Linked DNA regions of Zea mays: region 1 is linked to region 2. The links are chromatin contacts, called in public Hi-C maps. All regions are on one chromosome and are shown on one strand. Each heading gives the region's core, a stretch centred on a gene start, on an enhancer-like site or on the middle of the called end of the contact. The rest is flanking DNA. Distances are from core to core; before and after follow the strand shown. Region 1 holds the start of LOC103640205 (pentatricopeptide repeat-containing protein At4g02750). Region 2 has its middle 4.6 kb from the start of LOC118473377.

Region 1 (2,700 bases), core at 130-2,629, 370 kb before region 2:
TATCGGGCAACATATATGTCGTCAATATTTTATTAGTGTTACGGTGATATTTTATCACACGGATTTTGCATATCATAGTAATGTTTATCATTCCGTATCTATATTTTATACTAATTTTTAATTCTTATGGTAATGACAGGCACATATCTAGTACATGCTTAAGAGTGTATAAGTTCCAATGACTTAAAATATTTTCGGACTATACTTTCCTAGAAGCACATTGTGTGATCGATAAGGAAAATGAAAAATTATGGTTTCATGCGGTAAAAACATAGCACTATACTGGTTATGTGCTTGTTTCTGGGTGTTGTCATTTGTTTTGCTATTTCTGTGAAGTTTCCTAGGAATCAAGGAAGTAGGACTCCATTGATTAATCGCTAACTCCTTTATTCATGCAGTATAGCAACTGATAAGAAACTGAACTCATCTGCGGCCAATCTTGAGATGAGGAACAGTAACCAGGGGAAGACCAGTAGACGACGCTTTAGGCAGACCTGAAGGCAAGCTCTCCCATTAATGCCATTTAAACATAGTTTTTGATAGTTTGTCGAGAAAGGCAATGTCTCACTAAAAACCAAATTTCCTGATCATAAAAAACTTGGCCAGTAGAGGAAAGACCGTCCCCACAATATTATAGTGGTATTTGGTTTCTAGAGACTAATTTGTAGTTCATCCATTTTATTTTATTTAAGTTCCTAAATCCCTAAATAGAGTTTTAGTTTCGGTATTTAGCAATTTAGAGACTAAAATAGAATAAAATGAGGAACTAAAAATTAGTCCCTAGAAACCAAACATCCTCTATATTAATAAGAACCTCAATCGAAACATCAACCGAGAGTCCATCTCACGTGCATACAACTAGAGGAACCAATGAGTAACCTTTTTAACCTCAGTCTAAAATTCGCTCCTACTTAAATTTAAAACTCAGAACTTGAGGAGTGTTTAGGGTTTATGAGTATAAGTTTGGTATTCGGTTTCGGTTTTTTACCACCGAATACCAAATTTATACTGAAGAAGGCTACATGACAACACACTACACACAATTTTAAAAAGTAAAAATTATATAGGTATAAATATTTCAAGATATATCATACATCACATACAAATAAGTGAATAACAATTTAATTGCATCATACATTTAGTTTACATAGTTAAATAGTCAAAATTTTGAATTTATAAAGTTTGGTATTCAGTTTTTTTTGGTATTTTGGTTCGGTACACAGCGAAAACCAATTACGACACTGTATACAAAAATTCTCAGATGAAAAAACCAAAATCAAACTGAACTATAAAAACTGAAATTTTGGTTCGTTTCGGTACGATTCGATTCGGTTTACGCTAAAAAAAAATGCCCACCCCTACCCTTCCCCCTCCCCTTCCTCTACTCCCGCTCCTTTTGCGCATCTTACATGCCGCCGCCGCCGCCTCCCGATTCCTGACGTCCGAGCGCGGCACGGCGGCAGTCGCGGGAGCCCCAAACTCGAGCGCGGCGACCCAAGCGCTGGCCTCTACCCTTTCTCCCTCGACTCGTTTTCCCGGCTGGCCTGCTACCGCGGATCCGGCCTCAAGTCGGGTGCAAAGTCTGACATCCCTCTCTTACTAATGTTTTTACACCAATTTCAGACATGGCATTGGTTATGCCTTGAACAATAGGCTGATAATGTGCAGACATCGCCGCCCCTGCCCCCGCTTCGTTGTCTTCCCTGACGACCCTCCCCACACGGCCACACCGTCTACTGCTGCTGCTGACCACCGTACACGCGGGGAAGAATCAGACTGCCAAACGGTTAACTTTCTCCCGTGTTGCTTCTTTGAAAATCTAGCTTACCAAGGAATCCAGCTTGGAATTGAAGCCTGGGCAAACTAAGTTGTTCGAAACAGGACCTATCACATGCAATTAAAATTTACAAACTACTAGCATATCTAATTAAAATGTCTATATCAGCTTGTCCACATCAGTATGCCATACAATCTACTAGCATTAATTTATAATAGTGTATTTTTTATATAAGCAATTATATATATTCTAATTTTTATCGTAAATCATCTGTAATTCCTATAGCAGCGTGCATCGTATGATTAGTTTACTCTAAAAACGAGGCGTGGGACATCGGGCGATTGGATGAGAGAGACAAAATTGTTGATAGGGAAAAACGAAGTGGCACTAGCCATCAAAGGAAGCGTGTTGAGATTTTGGTGACTGATGTGACGATATATGTCATGATTTTTGTTTCCTGCTAGGAGCATGTATATGTGGAGGCATCTTCATTAACCAGATCCTAAATATTTATTCTTCAATAAAAATACTATATGGGTATCTATAACCTTGATGAATCAAGTAAAATGGTAATATGAAACTAACTGCTGCTTATAATTCCAGATTCACTCCACTGAATTAAAAGACAAAGGTTGGGCCGGTCCACTAACAGTCTACCACTCATAGGCAGGACAACGGCATGGCACATCCGAGGCCGTGGTTTTCCTAAGCCCATTCCTCGCTCAACAGCAGCTGAGCAGATTAGGCATGCATGTTCTTCGATGCCGCTCGGGTTGGGGCGAATTGCGTCATACTGCACTCACCGCTCTGGGCCTTCCAGGTCCTCCCTGCCATGCATGTCGGGCGCTTGCGATGCAATAACCTCAGCAAACAGGCTGATTGGGAAGCACCTGCGTGCTGGCAGGGTGGATGCTGTGCGGGAG
Region 2 (2,700 bases), core at 119-2,618:
TTCCCTATCTCTATTCCACGCGGGGATAAATCCCCGACAGCGGGGATCCTAAATTATAATTATGACATATATTCATTGTTATCAATGTAAAAATATTGTCACTTAGATATACTGTCAGCTTTAAAAAGTTATTATGTGTACTCAAAATGAACACATTTATACAAATGAGTGATATCTTGATGAGATAATTATTTATTTTTATCATTAATTAGTACACGAAAACGTTGCCACGCGTAAGTTTAACGGGTCCCCACGGGGACGGGGAAGGCGTCCCGTCCCTGTTTACCCGTCGGAGAAAGAATTTTTCTTTACATACACGTGGGAAAATAAATTGTCTATCTCATCTTCTAATGAAGGAATTCCTCAAGGAGAGTCCATGATCGAGACCTACTGTCATCTCTAGCTGCTTCAACTTAGCTAAAACCAGCTAATAACTCAGGGCCTTAAGCTCCTGCGCAGGAACCGATAGTACACCGACTGATTGGTACGTACCATATGTTGAGAAACCCTAAAAGGGTTTAATGGGCTAATACCAAAACTGCCCTTAGAGGTACACAGGTTATATATATGTACCTATACCCCTCATAATAAAGATAGACAGAAAGAGCTTCCATCCACTGTGTCTCTTGTTCCTCTCTGTGTTGGGTTGCTGGGAAGGGAACGAGCTTCTAAAACTTCTCACGTCCCTACTGCTGTTGGGAGGGTTCGGAGTACGGATCGGGGATCTGCGATAACTACGTTGTTTAACACGTCATCAGCACTGCTCTACCCTGACTCGTGGATCCGATCGGCACCGACTCTCCATCACGCCGGCAGGTCTCCGGTCTTGCCAAACTGTCCTACGCGATAGATTTCGTTTCCATTCGTCGAATCAGGAATCACGGTATGAAATCTTGATTGAATCTACGATTTCCTATTCGCCGAAAATATCATCGTCTCGCGAGCAGCGCCGTCTGCGCCGGCCTAAACCTGCGTCGCGCGGTGGGCGGACCTCCTCTGCATGTCCGTATGAGACCATCATGTCTAGCCATGACGTAGCAAGTAGATAAGGATGGAATTTTTTTTTAATCAAACCAACAAAAAAAAGCTGCTGTCTGTACTGGCCGCGATGCCCACACTCCAAGAACGCATGCGTATAGCTAAACTCACCATCGCAATGCTCTATCGCAAACCACCGCATGCGGCTCGAAGTTTTTCAGCGGCTAACGGATTCCACGATTCCTTCCCTTATTTACCGCATGCACAACCGGCCAGGAGGTTCACATTTTCTTAGGAAAAAAAAGAGAAAAAGTAGGCAGGATCTTTGTGGCCCCCGCTGTTTCCTGCTGCATGCACCTGCTGCACGTCTGCCGTGCGGTTCACTTTTTCGGGAGAAAAGAAGAAAAAAGGGGAAAGGCTACCACATGCAACGTATTTGTTTGTGCCGCATGCAACCGCCGTATGCAACCCGCCGCCGATTCCTGCTGCATACACTTTCCTATGGCTGCATGCATTGCGCCATTTTTTTAATTTACTTTATGATATTTTGCTGCATGGCGCGAGTGTTTAAGTGGTCACGTTTTTAATACAATCACAATAATTTCGTCAAACCATAAAGATAACGTGACCCTAGCATGTAATCCGAATTCTTTTATTTCCGTTATAATCGTTGCACTTGAATAAATTTCCAGTGAATTTATTAGTATTGTACAGTGCAGGCTTATTTTTATATGCATTATTTATCTCATGTTTTCCTGCTGAAAATAGATAATGCAAGTTTATTTTTTTTTACATACAACCATTTAAATTTCTGTTATGGATAATTGGCACGCCTAATTAACCTGGAGTTAATTTTGCGTGACAGGCTATGGCTGAAGGCAGCAAGACTGACTTCGCGGAGCTTGCTCTGAATGGCAAGAACTACCTGACCTGGGCTGACGACTGCCAGTTTCATCTGGAGGCGATGCAGCTAGGAAAGGCGATCGTTCGGCTAAGCCCAAACGACATTGGCCTGCAGCTTCATGAGAAAGCAAAAGCTGCAATCTTCCTTAGGCGCCACATCCATCCAGACTTAAAGATGGAGTATTTGGAGGTGAAAGACCCTCTGGTACTGTGGACGAAGCTGCGGGAGCGCTTCGGTGTGCAGAAGCATGTGATGCTTCCACGGGCGCAACAAGAATGGGCCACACTCCGCTTCCTCGACTTCAAGACTGTGGAGGCTTACAACACTGTCATTCATCGCATTGTCGCTCAACTACGTTTCTGTGGCCAGATAGTCACAGACCTGGAGATGATTGAGAAAACTCTCCAGACCTTTCACCCCTCCAACATGGTGCTTCAGCAGCAGTACCGTAACAACAAGTACACGAAGTACTGTGAGCTCGTCAACATGTTGCTTGGCGCAGAGGCTCAGAATGAGCTCCTGATGCAAAACTACCAGAAGCGTCCTGTCGGCGCTGCGGTCGTACCAGAAGCACATGCCAACTTCCCGTCTCAGGGGAAGAGAGGCTCCTCCAGAGGAAGGGGTCGTGGGCGCCGCAATAATCAGGGGCCGACGAGGGGAACTTTTAAGAAGCAGTCACAGAATGGCAGCGACAGTAGCAGCAACAATGGTCGTGGCAGAGGCAGAGGCAAAGGCAAAAGTAACCCCCAGCAGGGCGATGCAAGTGCCTCAAAGCATGCTGGCGAAGGATGTTTCAGGTGCGGGTCTCAGCAGTACTG

What was found. Hi-C and Micro-C count contacts between places; a contact is called where the count stands out from the background.
Region 1: a contact with region 2 is called in a Hi-C map of leaf, with 5 times the contacts expected there. The contact joins the promoter of LOC103640205 here to the enhancer-like site in region 2. A contact is called at or near these places in 3 of 25 Hi-C or Micro-C datasets (ear, leaf and tassel).

Annotation. Positions count from the first base shown.
Region 1 is chr9:117,054,975-117,057,674 of Zm-B73-REFERENCE-NAM-5.0, reverse strand. It overlaps LOC103640205 (pentatricopeptide repeat-containing protein At4g02750), which reads left to right and starts at 1,379. Exons shown (of 4, transcript XR_002265074.2): 1 at 1,379-1,573; 2 at 1,669-1,786; 3 at 2,381-2,700.
Region 2 is chr9:116,687,254-116,689,953 of Zm-B73-REFERENCE-NAM-5.0, reverse strand. No RefSeq gene overlaps it. Among protein-coding and RNA genes, the nearest start is that of LOC118473377, 4.6 kb to the right of the region's middle. Within about 2 kb of position 1,368, at least 13 of the 20 cell types and tissues checked have an H3K27ac peak or open chromatin away from gene starts, as enhancers often do. A contact at or near this core is called in ear, leaf and tassel, where this site is marked.